Linked DNA regions of Hordeum vulgare: region 1 is linked to region 2. The links are chromatin contacts, called in public Hi-C maps. All regions are on one chromosome and are shown on one strand. Each heading gives the region's core, a stretch centred on a gene start, on an enhancer-like site or on the middle of the called end of the contact. The rest is flanking DNA. Distances are from core to core; before and after follow the strand shown. Region 1 holds the start of LOC123408532. Region 2 has its middle 14 kb from the start of LOC123412109.

Region 1 (7,525 bases), core at 3,588-6,087, 410 kb before region 2:
GAGTACCTTTGTACTCATGTTTGTTTAATAAATGTTACAAAAGATACCCACGAGCCAACAGGTGGGTTCTATCTAGACCTCGATGATGATGAGTAGCTGGTGTCCTAGCTACGACCTGACCCCTTTCAGAAGGGATCTGTAGATAGTCAGGCTTTATGCCTTTTTCCTTTCAACTGTCTGTACTCAGTCAGCTTTAATGCTTCCGCTTGGTTTGTATGACTTTGCTTGTATGACTTGAGTGTCGGGTCGTGTGACCCCTACCTGTATGAACTTATTATGTAAGACTCTTCCGAGTCTTCTAAATAAACGTTGTGATGTTGTATGGTTATGTTGTGATGCCATTGTTGTATCTATGCATATCAAAGTATGTCATGCGTACGTGTGATGCACTGTGATATGTATGGGATTCAACACCTAGTCATATGCCCTTAGTAGCTCTCTATACAGATAAATGCCCCTTTGTGTTTCCACCAAGCCTTGGTAGTTCGCTACTGCTCCGGACACATTGGTTGACCGGCATGTATCCTTCTTAGTTGTTGTGTCTGTCTCTACGGAGAAATGTCACGCGGGGTAATGAAGTCCTTGTAGCTTGCTACGACTCGTCTACACTCGCTGATGACCGACACCTGCTTTGTTGGGTTATGTATGCCTGTCTCTGTACAGTTGAGCCACTTGAGTTTATGACTAGTTATGTCGACCCGGATTCTTTGACATGGAATGCTAGCAACACAATTGCATACGTGAGTCAAAAGGCGCAAACGGTCCCGGCTAAGGTAAGGTGGCAACCGTGGGGTTAACCGTGCGTGAGACCGCAAAAGGATGCGATGTGTTACAGGCTGGATTTCTATGGCTTAGGATCGGGGTCCCGACAGCGTGCCTGTCAATACTAGCTCGCCAGTTATTTGGTGAAGGAATCCTCTCTCCTGGGCTGGCCCAAAATTTTGGCAACAATATGTAAGGCAACAGCAACGGATCCATATGCAGCCAAATACTATTTGGCAACAAACAAAACAAGAGGATCACCCATTCAGGTTGTACTTGACCAAAACAGTTCAAACGCTGCAATGAATGCTCTTCCGCTTACAAGCAGCAAATTAATAACCTCTGACTTCCAGTCCATAAATTCAAATGCGTTAAAACAGCATATATATTTACTGGCTCAATACGATGCTAAAATATATAAAGATGGCAAATAGACTACCCTAAAATATGGCCCATGTTGCACAAGAAACAAGAAATTGCTTCAGGCATAATAACTAAGAAATTTCTTCCGGCACAATATAAATGCCCGAGCATTATCAACTGCAATTCAAATGCACCAAAAATTCAACCTGAAGTTATGAGTTATGACGCATTTCTTGCCTTGCTTGAAATGGTAAGACAGACCCACGGCAGGAGGAAAGATAAATACAACAACACATAGACTGGGCATCGGAACATGGCAGAATTTCCCCAGTTTCTGCAATGGTGAACATCACAATGTTTAATTTACTAAACAAATGTCGCTAGCCTAAGCAAAACAGTGAATACAGAGCAACTTGGCTAGAAGCAACTACCATGTCACAGGTTCCCAAAGAAAGAAATAGAAGCATTTGCTTACAGGGAACATCAAGAGTAATTCTCCACCTTAATTGTGTACATCGGAGAGCTCAGCTGGTGGCAAGGCAGGCAAGGCAGGCAAGGCTTCGCCGCTGATAGGAATTTTGCAAGTTGCTTTGTTGTGACCATAACCTTTACATCTGCTGCAGCGCACTGCCCTTTTAATTGTGATGCGCGGATCAGCTGGTTTCTCTTTCGGCCTGCCAACCCGTCGACGAGTTCGAATTGGGAACGGGAATGTCGCTAGACTCTGACAATTGTCCGTTGATGTAGTAGGACCCAGAATAACATCAGGTATCGGATTTATGGACATTGAATAGGTCGAGCGGTAACATTTCGTCGTGAAATACTGTACACAGTAGTCATATGCATATTGCCCAGTGTGCTCAAATACTGCAATTGCATGCATGCATGGCAACCCAGAAACATTCCACTTTCGGCAGGTGCAGTCAAACTTCTCAATGTTGACAACATTAACTGAGTCATCGCATACCTTGAACAAATTACCATCGCCATCACTTTCTGTGGGCATAACATTCAGTGAGTGAGCTTTGCTCACTTCTTCCTGCAATTTCTGGTTAGCTACAGGCGTTAATCCATCAGGCCATTCATTAGCAGACTCTCTGCGTGTGTACATCATATCCATGAGCTTGCATCTTATTGTGTCAACCAACTGCACAACGGGAAGCTCATGTCTTGGGGGGATCCAGTCAAGAACAGTGCTGGAAATATTGCATGAATACTGACCATACCGCGACCCCATGAAAAAGGCATCTGACCACCGCTCAGGTTTGATCTCCAAAAGCCATTCAGCAAGCTTATCAGATTCACTTTTAATTTGCTCCATACACAGATTGAACTCATCAACTGTGCATGAAAATATGGCCCTCTTAAGAAGCTCAACCATAGCATCTCTTACTTCTTCAGTCCACGCATCGTCCAATTGCCTCTTAAATGCTCCAATAAGGAAGTCCATGCAATATCCATGATGACTGTCAGGGAACACCAATGGTACTTCATCCCATAATCCATTTTCTCCATTAGATATGAATGTTATGTCATGAGATGCCGACAGTGAATATTTTAGTTGCTCAAGAAACCAATGCCAATTTTCACGGCTCTCGTTGTCCACTACAGTGAATGCAACTGGGAACACATCCCCTTGTCCATCAACTGAAGTAGCAGTCAGTAACTTCCATTGCTTATTCGATTTTGCAGATACTGCATCAAGGAAAAGGAGTGGCCTGCACCCATGCTCAAAACCATAAAGCGATGCATGGAAAGCAACAAAGAAACAGAATTTTGAATCTTCCATAGTTACCACTGTTGCCACACTTCCAGGGTTTGTTTCCTTAATACTTTCACAAAACAATGGTAGCTGGATGCATGCCTCATCATGTGCACTATAAAGTTCTTTCTGAGCAATTGATCTTCCACGCCAAGCCTGCGAGTAATTTAGGCACAATCCATACTCCTGTTGGAGATCATTTGCAATGTCTCTTGGCCTGTAGTGTGGGCTATCACGTAACTTTTCCTTTATAACACTAGCAACCCATCGTTGTGACGCCAAACGATGACTTTTCACAGTTTCAGATTCACAGGTGTGGGTTTCAGATATTTTCTTGATCATGAAATCTATATTGGCAGGAGACTTGGAAGCATGTATCCGCCATGGGCAATCTTCACCAGTACATTCTGCAGTAACACGAGTTGAGTCATTCTTGATAAATCTGTAATGGAACCTATGTGCAATGGCATACTTATGCAAGGCATCACGGAAATCCTTGGGGCTTTCAAATACTTGGCCGACTCCAGTGATCACATCCTTCCACTCTGCGCACACCTTTTGTCTCTTAGACCCATCCGGAGTCGTTGGGACAACGGCAATTGCATGTGTAGGAGTGGCCGAGTCAGCAACAACGCTCTTTGCACTGTAAATATTTCATTTGTCATTTTGGCAATGCAAGTGGAAAAAACAATTGATGTTCAGAAAGGTACCTGTTGTCGACCTTCTTTATGACATAAATGTATGTCGTCTCCGACTCTGCATGGAATTCAACCATGCGACGTAGGTCCTTGTCATTGGAAATAGAAATCAAGGTCCTATTATTCTTTGGGAGGAAATACTTGAACAAGAACTGGTCGACCTTGAGATTATTAAGCGTTGAAGATATCTCATGCTTAAATGCACTGAAAGTCCAGTCACTTTTGATAAGCATTGCATGTGCCTCTCCACCAGAATAGGACATAAGCCCATCAGCATCTGTGGTGAATTCGCCACCTATCTGAAGAACACCCACAATTTGTCCCGTCCCCATGAGCTTCTGTTTCCTAACAAGATGAGATGAATACAAAAATTAGGCAACTGTAAGAAGTAGAACAGAGCTTTAGCCAGCAAGGCAACTTTGAGTAGTAGTTGCTCAGTTGGTTGTTTGAGCATTTTCTACGATATAAGGAAATTTTCCAACAAAACAACTTGCCTCAAAGCTTTAAAAAATTAGGTCATTGCGTTTTCTACATGAAATTTCATGCAGGGAACATTACGAGGGTGTGAATGATAACTCAATCAATTATAATAATCAAAAGGGTGATTCTCTGTTATTTTCCCTTTTGCGAAAGACAGATAAGGTGACTTAAGTGATCTGAGTGTTAAAGTATGACCAAATTGGTGGGTGGTCTGGAAGCAAGGGCTGTACACATGTGAGGTTTAAGCACACTAGTTCAGTTTTTCACTGCTGGCTCCATAAAGCATGAGCATGTGCAAGTACAGGGCATATAATATAATGATGTAATTGAATTGAGAGCAGAGCAAACCACAGAGTTCTCGGCAGATCACCAAGTGATGGCTGAACTAGGGATGCTAACAAGTTGTAAAAACGACGGTGTTTTATGCTTTTTATTACTTTCAGACTCAGTGCTCGCTTGATTTCAGCTGATTTTTGCATCAGTCGTGGCAATTGCAAGCATATACAGTACCGAATAAAAGAAACTGGTAACCAATCCAGGCATCATTACCAGGAAACGGCCTGCGGTGGTGGGGCGCCGGCAGGTGTGGGGGCGAGGCCGCGGCGGCCGGCGGGCCTCAACCTCGGGAAAGTACGGCGGAGTCCTGGCGAGGGCCGACTTGCGAGGTGGATGGCCGGCGGTGGCCACGGGCACAAACTTCCCAAGGCTCGAGAGATGAGGCGGTGTGTGTCTTGTCCGCGGCTCTGGATCTAGGGTTTGCGCGCTCGGCCCTACGTGTCATGCACACGCCGTGGGTACATACGGTTAACGCAATGTACTCGTGCACGTGCCACGTGGTGCAAAGGCTTGGCGATCCGAGGGCCGGGCTTTCAGCCTTCAGGGAGCCCGAACTGGCCCGGCCCCGTAACCACATCCCGCTCTGCGCTGCCGTAACATTGACAATGTGTTTTTTATTTTTGTTTTTCAGGTTTTCCTTCATACTTTTATTTTATTTTTCTAATGTATAACGTAATATTACATATATTTTAAAAATTATTTAACTCGTAACTGAGAAAATTTAAATGTGTATTAAAAAAGGTTTCTAATGTACCGGCAAAATGTAACATGAATAAAAAAAAGATATTAATCATGTGTATAAAAAATTGTGAAAATTAACTAATTTCTCATTTGAAAAATATTTATTTGAAATTTAAAAAAATGTTTACCCTATTTAAAAACATTTTTTTGATTCAAAAGAAATGATTCATACATTCAAATTAATCTAAGTCACATTTTAAAATTTCTGCACAAGTTTTCAAAATGTGATCATGACATTTTCAAAAAATGTTTATAAAGTGTATCAAAATGTTTGCATAGTTAAAAATATGTTTCTTCATGAAAAAAGGTTTTAGTACTTATTTCAAAAAATGATTAACATAATTTTCAAAACATATTTTTATAAAAATGTTGAATATTTATTTGTAAAAAATATCAAGTATAAAAAATTGTTTACATGTATAAAAAACGTACAACATACGCAAAAAAAAGTAGACATGTGTTAGAAAAAGGTAAAAAAATAGACATGTGTGAAAAAAATAAAAACATAAATCAACAAAGAAACAAAAAAAGAAAAAGGAAAAACCTAAAAAACTAAAAAGAAAACCAACGTATGAGACTAAAAGAAGAAAAACAAAAGAAAACCTCTAAAAGCTAAAGAAAAATGAAACAAAACGTAGAAATACCAAAAGGAAACTGGTAAAATACAAAAGTAAATTAGAAAGGAAAAAAGCGAAGAAACACCAAACGCAGCAACCGGACACGAACGTGCAAAGACTCGAGTGACAACTGCTAATGGGCCAGCGCAATAGGCGTCCGTCCATAGGCGATTCCTCTTAGGAATCTGTACAGGAGAGGTATAGCTCTAACGTAACGGGATACCGTGCTGACCATATGGCAAACATAGTTCAAAATACCGGACCGGGCCGGTGGTCGGACCGAAAAAACTCGAAACCGGCAATTCCAACAGTTTTTTAGGCGTAGTGAACCGTCTCGCAATCAAACCAGAAAAAAAAACGACCAAACCGGCGGTTCATGGAAAACCGACGGTTCAGTGTTAATGATAGAAAACCCCTTTGCTGACTTGTTTTTGTGCGTATAAGGTGAGGGTAGAATCGATAAAGGAAAAAACCTCTTTTGGTAGGGTTCACTCCATTGGGAGCTTTCTCCTTGATATATTATTGATTGGTGTATTTGTTGATAAAATATATATTATTTCATCTATTCACTGTTGTGTTTATTGATTAAATATTTATTATTTTATTCTTTAAAAAACGACAATCGAACCGATGAATCGATGGTCCGACCGGTGAAAACCTGAACCACCAACCTTCCCGGTTCGATTATCGAATCGGTTTTTAAAACTATGATGGCAAGAACAAATGCGTCGTTTGTCATGGGATGAGTATTCAGCCCATTAGGCAGCAACGCCTGAGGCAAAAGTGCAACGGCCCTCGAACTCATCCCTATAAAACATAGTAAACTAGCTCCCATCCTTCACGTATGATCCTTAATTTGAGGGCTTCTAAGGGCCTCTTTAGTTTAAAGGAATCCTATAGGATTTTTGGTTGATTGAACTCCTTAGAAATTATTCCTGCGTTGGTCCTTTGATTTATAGGGTTTGATCCTATAGGAGTTTTTCTATGAAATTTTTTTACTACATTTTATAGGAAATCTAACATCCACTCCAATCTTTTTTTTACATTTCTTCATTTTTCTTGAGGCATCAAACGCTCCTGCTAATACTATAGAATTCAAGTGGGCATCGCACTTCTACCCTATACTTTTCCTAGTCCTGTGCTTTCAAAATCCTACGAAACAAAGACGGCCTAAATGTCGCTCTCATCGCTGGTTTAGGCTACTGGCACTCGAACAAGACGGTCATCGAGTCGGGCCAACAATTCTTCCTTCGAGAACGTGAAGTTCGAACGACATCAACACATCGACGAAACTATGTGAGAAAAAACTTGTCGATGCGCTTGTTCGTCCCCTTGTTCTAATTGGTTCACATCACAGTTGATCGCTGCCTTTTGTAAATAATCATAAATATTAAGAAAAACATAAATTTGAAAACAGTTCATAATTTTTCGAAACAAATTGTGCATATATGGAAAAGTTCATGAAAAGGAAAAATATTACACAAATTTGAGAAATGTCTTGGAAATATGAATAGTTCAAGGATTTGAAATGATTTTTGAAAAAAGTTCACAGAAAATAGAAAAAAGTTCATAAACGAAAAAAGTCAGATCTAAAATTTAGAATAAGTTCACCAATCTGAAAAAAATTCATAAAACTTTAAAAGTGCTTGTGAAGTTTGAAAACAAGTTTAGATCTAAATCCATGCACTTAAAAACTGGTCACGAAATTGAAAAAAATTCATGAGCCAAAAATACACTAATTTATAAAAAGTACATGAATTTTAAAA
Region 2 (7,782 bases), core at 5,120-7,619:
CTCATGCAAAGTTTCCCAACAAGACGGGCATGTCCGGGCGCCCCCATATTCATCCCATATTTGGGCTGGATATGAGAGGTGCCGGTCAGCCCGAACGTTTGAGGCCCATTTGAGGCGCCCGGTTGGATTGAAGTTTTGTGACCGATCAATGACCGGACGTCCTGTCCGGACGTTTGAGACAGGTATGAGGGATCCGGCTCTAGATGCTCTTGTGTAGCTTCTTGTATTTCTGACACTTTTTTTTATTTCATCTCAACTATGTATCTTTGGTATGGTGGTTCCTTTATATAATATAAAAACGGGAAACCATTTTTCATTATAGAGTCGCACCTTATGTCAGCTCTCACATAGTCTCTACTTATGGGTGCTATCTAACTTTATTAACTTGTACTGATTATTGGAATAAATTATATTGACCCTTTGCAATACAAAATTAAACCCAATCATTATGGGTAACAGAATAATCCACATGTATACCGCTGGTTAAATTTGTGCATCGCCCGGCTCTTGAGATAATCCAAAAGTTAGTTAAACGTTATTAGTTATATTCTTGCACCACTTTACCGGGGAATGAAATGACGCCCTAAAAGAAACAGAACAAAAGATAAATAATGTTTCTAATCAGGACATGGTTTAAGATAGAGGAGTCCTCTATAAGAAGAAAGGGAAATAAATAGAAGAAGAGGAGGAGGTCCGTTATCTATTTAGAGCAACTCTAGCAGACCCCATAAAAGCTGAATCCGCGAAACGCATTTGCGGTTTCATTTAGATCTTGTTTACGGGTTAAAAATGAGCGCGGCCGAACACAAACCGTAAACGAAACTGTATAATTTAAAAATATAGTTTCGAAGGAAGTTCATACTATGTACTACTTAGGTTACATACTACATAGATTACATAAAATGAGCCCAGTTCTCCTCGTCGGAGCTGCCGAGGTCGATGTACATCGCCTTCTGCTCCTCGCGGATGCGCCGCCACTCGTCGTCCTTCTCCTTAACGACGATGTTGGCCTCGACCGCCTGCCGCCACTGGAGGTCTTCGATCTCCTCCTCGTGGCGCCGGCGCTCCGCCTCCTCATGCAAGCTACGCTCGGCAATGGCTGCCGCAACGGCTTCCACGTCGGCGACGAAGTCCTCCGGCCCGACGACTCTGCGACGGCTGGGCTCCTCGGGCTCCTCCTTGACGGCGACGACGTCCTCCGACTCCTCCAACCACTGCCTTTCACAGGGAGAAGGGGCGCGGAAGAGGAGGAGCCTGCGGCCGAGGACGAGCCCGCGGCGACGTGCCGACGGTCATACTCCTCCGTCTCCCGGACGCGGAAGCTCGCCGACGGCGAAATGCCGTGGTTGGTCCACCTTCGGGCCCCGCGCTTCCTCGCGGCGTCCGATCGGACGCGCCGCTCGTGCTCCGGGTCGCTTCCGCCGCCGGATCTGCTGCCGGAGCTGCGTCCATAGCTCCACATTGCGGCTAGAGGCGGGGGAGGTGGTCGCCGGCGGCGAGAAATGTGGGGAAGGGGTGGGGAATCGCGGGGGCTCGACGGCGGTGGGGGATAGGGTTTCGACCCGCAAACGCGTCGCGGAACCGTAGATATAGTGGTAGGGGCGTGCGTTTTGCGGGCCGCGATAAATTTTTTTACGGGCTGGACGAGTATGCGGGCTCTATTCTGACCGAAAAAATGGACCTAACCCGCATACTCGTCGGACTTTTGCGGATTTGCCTCTTTTGCGGGGTCTGCTCCAGTTGCTTATAAGCATATACAATGATCCCACTTGGACCATGTATATCTAAAGGGGTGACATGTTGCACTGCATTTTAATTTTCATACCGCTTTGCTCCAGATATTAGAAAACTAAAAATCCACTCCGCCTTGCTTAGTAATTTCAGGATTTCTAACATGTTTTTAGGCGTCTAGTGTGGCCTGCCAAATCCGCAGGACAATCATGTTAGCCCTCACCCAACCTCTAGATATGATGCTAACTTTTTCCACAGTTGATTATTAAATTAGTTTGACGTTTGCAAATAAAATGACACTAAGCATAACTATTCCGGACGAAAGAATAACGCAGGCCCATACCACTATAGTTAAATCTGTGGATTCGCCCGGCTCTTGAGACAATCCAAAAGCTTCTCTTTTCGAGCAAATCTAAAAGTTAATTAAACATGATTTGCTAGATTTTGGCATCATTTTCCCAGGGAATGGGATGACACCCTACCAGGACATGATTCAAGAACGACAAGGCCTCCTCATAAGGTAAAAAAAAAAGAGAACAAAAGAAAAGTCAATTCTCTAAGCAGGACATGATTCAAGAACGACAAGTCCTCTGATATTAAGAAAGGAAAAATAAAGACCAAAGGAGGTATGTGATCTCTGATATTGTTGAGCATATTGTTCATGAGGTTCATACATCTCCACCTGTCATCTCAGACGAAAACAAAGTGTGCGTATACAGCAATCCATGTCTCTTCAGGGAGTACATTATCCGAATGCTGCTAAATATGGTTGGCACTTTGGCAGAGAAAATAAACATAGTAGATGAGTGCGAAGCGATTCGCCACAGGATGCTCAATCGCTCAGGGTGGCTACTACCAAGCAAATATATATATACTCCTTTCGTCTTAATTTTTTTGTCTTAAATTTGTTTAAAAATAAACGTATCTAAATATTAAAATATAACTAGATACATTCAAACCTAGACAAATGTAAGACATAAATTTTAGGACGGAGGGAGTATATACTTTGAGGAGAAATCCACTTGGCTTCCTGCGTGCGTGCGTACATCGAAAGAGCCGGCCACTGCTAGTGCCGGAGCTTTGACAAACCCAAGAAGCGTCGCCCTCACGCCGATCCGGCAAAAGCCACGACTGCGATGCGGCGGCCCGACGAGCACTACCCAGGGAATAAAATGATCACGCTCGTCCGTCAGTCCGTCCCGCTCAGCCTACGTACGGCCGCCTGTTCAATACTCACTCAGCAGTAGTGCAGTTTAGCAGGATAGGTAGATCATGAGATACCAGGGCGCAATTCCGACCCCGTCGACGGTGTGCTCTCGATTCGCCGCGCGACTTTGACGGACGTGACGGAAATGTGCTGGCCTGAAGCCTGACCGCCCTGAGCTATCTATCAGGCGATGCGTCGATCGACGTTGGTGGCTTTGGTTGGTGATGTGATGAGTGCCGCCACGAGGAGGAGGAACCGGGTCTTCCTGCGAAAGGGAGATGGTGAAAGCCAGGGGCCTGAGAGAGAGTGACGGAGCGAGCACCGGAATTTGTTCTTGCATGTTAGTTACTACACGTCGGTGTTGCACGTCCCGATCGTGTGCCCAGGACAGGAGTGGCTTCCAGGCACGCGGCCGTGCAGGGGCGGACCTAGAAACATTTTTGAGTGGGGGCATATTTTGGTACATTTTGTATAATTTATAGAGTTTTCGTATTTATTTTCTAAAAATACAACCAAATACTGCAGGATTTACAAAACTTGAGTGGGGGCCATGGCCCCCACTCACATCAACGTGGGTTCGCCCCTGCGGCCGTGTCGTTTGGTGTGGTGTGGATGATGGCTTTGCTGCCTAGAAGAAGGTGTTTCTTGTGCTCATGTTTGCGTAGCAGGCGGTAGTGCGCTCCTATTTTTTGACTTTTTCTTTTATAATTTGGTTTTAAGTGGTTCCACGTCTTCAGTGGTGCATGGTCGAGATTTTGCGGACGCGCGAAGACACGTTCTAAGTGCCGGTGAACACGTGTGTATGTAGTTCGTGCATACGGCACGGTCTTGTCTTCTCGTCTTGTACTCCTGTAGGTGGTGTTTCTTTGAAGGGACTAGATTTTTTTTTTAATCTTAAGTATTGAAGAAAAAAGTCCTTTAAATAAAGTCTTTTTTTAGTCCCTTAAAAAAAAGTCCCTCCTGTTTCTTTACCTAGGAACTAAAAGGGATTTTTTAGTCTAGTCTTTAGGTAAAGAAACACCATCGTAGTTGCCTTGTCTTTTTTCATTTTTCAGATTCATGATACTTTCGAATGCCATGGTGCGATGGGACGGCCAAGTTTTACGTAAACAGTGCACATATAACCACAACTAGCCAACCAGTTTTGAGGACCTTATAGAAAGTTTTCCGAACCGATTTTTTTTTTACTTCTGATTCTTTTTTTTTGTTTCTGTTTCTGTTTCTTTTTCTTTTTCTTCTTTCCTTTTTTTTTCCTTTTTTCTACTTTTTTCCTTTTTCTTTTTCGAGGTCACTTTATATTTTTTGAACTAAATTCATGTTGAAAATTGGTCCTAAAATTCGAAAAATGTTCTTTTTCTAAAATATTCAAAATTTCAAATAATTTTTGTTTTATTAAAACTATTCATAACTTCAAAAAAATCTCTTGTTCATCAAAAAATATTGCGAATGCTTTTGCTCCCTTTTTGAAGAAGAGAGTTTTGAAAAAATTGTTTGGGCATTTCAAAAAATTATTTGTATTATTTAAAAAATGTCATAATTTTCAAAAAATGATCAGTTCACATGTTTAGTAAATTCAAATAATGATTGCATTTTGAAAAAATGTGCCAATATTTTAAAAAATGTTCTTATTTTTCGAAAATTGCTCAGAACTTTCAAATAATGAGAAGGATTTCAACAAATGTTTCTATTATCTTAAATTGTTCACAAAATTCATAAAATGTTCTTCTTTTCAAATTTTTGTTCACATATTCAAAAGTTGTTTCTGTTTTTTAATTTTGTTAACAAATTTAAAAAACTTCAAATTTTTTGAAAAACAATTCGGTTTCAATTTTTGTTCACCTATATAGAAAATGTTCGCATTTCTAAAAAAATCAAGATTTTCCAATTATTCTCAGTCTAAAATTTTGTTCTGAATCTAAAACTTTGTCCCTAGTTTCAAACGTTGTTCACCATTTCAAAAAATATTAACATTTTCAAACATGTTCTAGAACTTTGACAAATGTTCGTGTTTAAAGAATGTTCTGAAAATTTTATTTTTTTAGTTTCAAATAGTTTTTTTACAATTATAAATGATGCTCCATTTTTCGAGTTTTGTTTATAAATCAAAAGGTGTTCACGTTTTAGGAAAAATGTTCAGGAAGTTGAAACTTTGTTCATAGTTGGAAAAGATGATGTGAAATATCAAAATTCGTTCACATTTGTTAAAATTATTCTGCACTTAATTAAAATGTTCGAAATTTGAAACTTTTTTTGCAAGTATTAAGGAATGTCCAGATTACGCTGCGAAATATAGTACTCCCTCCGTCCAAAATAAGTGACTCAACTTTGTACTAACTTTGTAGTTCATAGTTCACTCTGTAAAGTTGAGTTACTTATTTTAAGACAAAGAGATACTTCATAGTTCACTCTGCTCATTATGTTAACAACGTTCGATCGGTGAATGGGTTAGCCGGACTCATGTACAAACAGGAACTTTGTAGTTTGAATCCTGTCTCGCATGACGCAATGTTATTTTGCTTTTTTTGCCGGACAGCTCGGTTTGTTCAACTCAAAATGGGCTGGCCACTCGATTGATCCCTGTGCGAAGGGAGGTATGTTTGCCACATAATGCGGCGAATAGGAGCTCCATAAATTCAGATCCTATTCCACAGGTAGGGTCGTGTATACCCCTTTCAAAGATAAGTACCAGGTCAGCATCCACCATCCCGGGATTTGACAAGTGCAACAATGTATGTGCGTTTACTTAAAACATTTTACATATTGGGCCGTGCGCAAACAAGGAATTTTTTCTTTGTATATTCATTTATTTAAAACATTTTACATATTGAGCCATGTGTTTAAATAATGAATTATTTTACCGTTGAATTTCTCACGTCAACATATTTAAAACTGGATTATCTGTTAATAGGTCTTGATGATTTTTTAAGAACAAATACCCAAAAAAGAAGAAAAAAATAGAGCGGGATGGCATGGTTGTGATTTTCTCTTTTTTGAGAAATTACAAGCTATGATTTTTCCCTTTTTCGGGGAAGCAAGTCTAGAAGCAGAAATATGCTTCTCGTGTAAGCACAAATTTGCTTCTTGTGAAAACATATGTTGTGCATCTGATGGAACCATAGGTTGTGCTTTTCATGAAATCAAATATGTGCTTCCATGACAAACAACAAACAAAATTACTTTCCTAGAATCACAAATGTGATTCACAAAGAAAAACAATTTTATTCCCTCCAAAACCTAAGAAAACCAAGATAAATACGCAAAACTCAACAACCAAAAAACCCGAAAAATGTAACCATCTAAATTATGAAAACAAGTAAAAATATATCTAGAGGGATAGCACACGGCAGGTGGCAGCAGCTCGACGCATGACTTAGAGGCCTCCCGGCTAACAAAAGTGACCCGTAAAGAGCCCCCCCGCGCAGCGCGAGAGTTATATCTTGCTCAGCGCACTATGATAACTTGTGACCCTAAAGGATTTTCTTTCTGTCTATTGATTTCTGGGCCGGTCTATTTAGGATTTATTTGTCTGTCTTGCTTTTGGTTCGCTCGGTTGATAGCATCTGCGTGGGCTTAGTTAGGTTTTCTTTCTCTCTTTTTTTCTTTTATTTCTTTTTTTCTTTCCCATTTTCTTGGTTCTTTATCGTTTCTCTGTTTTTTTTGTTTTCCTGCTGTTTCTTTCTCTCGTATCTCATCTTTTTTCTCTCTCTCTTTCTTTAATATTTTTCATTCTTTTTTGATTTTTACTGGTTTTTTATTTACCTTTTGTTTTTATAGGTTTTCTTTGTAATTTTTCTTATACACTAGGAGCAATTTATAAATACTCATTTAATATTTTCGAGATACATGATTACCATTTTCTAAAACATATATATTTTGATGTCTATGTTTTTTATACCCATTGTATATATAAACCAGGAATTCTCTTATACACACATTTATTATGTTGAAAATACACAATTAAGTTTCGAAAACAACTATATTTTTTATGCCTATGTTTTCATAAATAACGTTTTAGTATCAGGAACAGTATATATACAGGTTTAAAATATTCCAAATTCCATTTTTAAACATACAGGTTTTGATGTATATATTTTCTTACATTTTAAATTTTTTATAAATCAGAGAAAAAACATATACACGTTTAACATTTTCTAAATATATAAGATTAACTGTTGTAAAATATTTTTAAGTCTACTTTCCCTATATACAGTGTACACTTTTGTATATGTTACATGTTTATCATACACATTTAAGATTTTATGTATGCATGTTTAAAAATTAAAAACAAATCAATTTTTATTTTTAACTTTTCCGTATGCATTGTACATTTTTGTACACACGTTTAACATGTTTTAATTGTATTATTAAAGAATGCATTTTTGTATATAAAGTAACTTTTATAATAAAAATACTTGGAATATTTTGAATTATAAGGAAAATAAAAATAATCTTACAAAACAGTTTAGTAAATATAAGAGCTGAAAGCCCCGTGACTGCGCTAGGCCGACGCAATCGGATGGCTGCCTTCAACGAGTCATCCAACTGTCTCGCTTGAGGCCAGACATATTTCTAACAAGCAGGCTCATTTAAGTCTTTGAACATTTTCTGAATTTTGGAAATATTTTACAAATTAGTTACTCCGTCCCATACATATTACTTGTCGCTCCAGTCGATATATCTAGATATATTTCAATGTTAGATACATGTGTTTGAGTAAAAAGTAATACAGATAGGAGAAAAAATAGTTTTTGAATTTTAAACAGTTTTTAAAATCCAAGAATAATTTTTAAATCTGTGGAAATTTTTTAGTTCATTATTTTGTAAATTAGAACCAATTTTATAAA

What was found. Hi-C and Micro-C count contacts between places; a contact is called where the count stands out from the background.
Region 1: a Hi-C map of seedling shows a contact between it and region 2, with 4 times the contacts expected there. The contact joins the promoter of LOC123408532 here to the enhancer-like site in region 2. A contact is called at or near these places in 2 of 6 Hi-C or Micro-C datasets (leaf and seedling) and 1 of 1 datasets of contacts at active chromatin or transcription factors (embryo).

What each region holds. Positions count from the first base shown.
Region 1 is chr7H:544,898,124-544,905,648 of MorexV3_pseudomolecules_assembly, reverse strand. LOC123408532 reads right to left here and starts at 4,837. Exons shown (of 3, transcript XM_045101618.1): 1 at 4,615-4,837; 2 at 3,598-3,930; 3 at 1,039-3,530. The coding sequence starts at 3,917. The coding sequence ends at 1,628.
Region 2 is chr7H:544,492,873-544,500,654 of MorexV3_pseudomolecules_assembly, reverse strand. No RefSeq gene overlaps it. Among protein-coding and RNA genes, the nearest start is that of LOC123412109, 14 kb to the right of the region's middle. Within about 2 kb of position 6,369, at least 1 of the 3 cell types and tissues checked has open chromatin away from gene starts, as enhancers often do. A contact at or near this core is called in seedling, where this site is marked.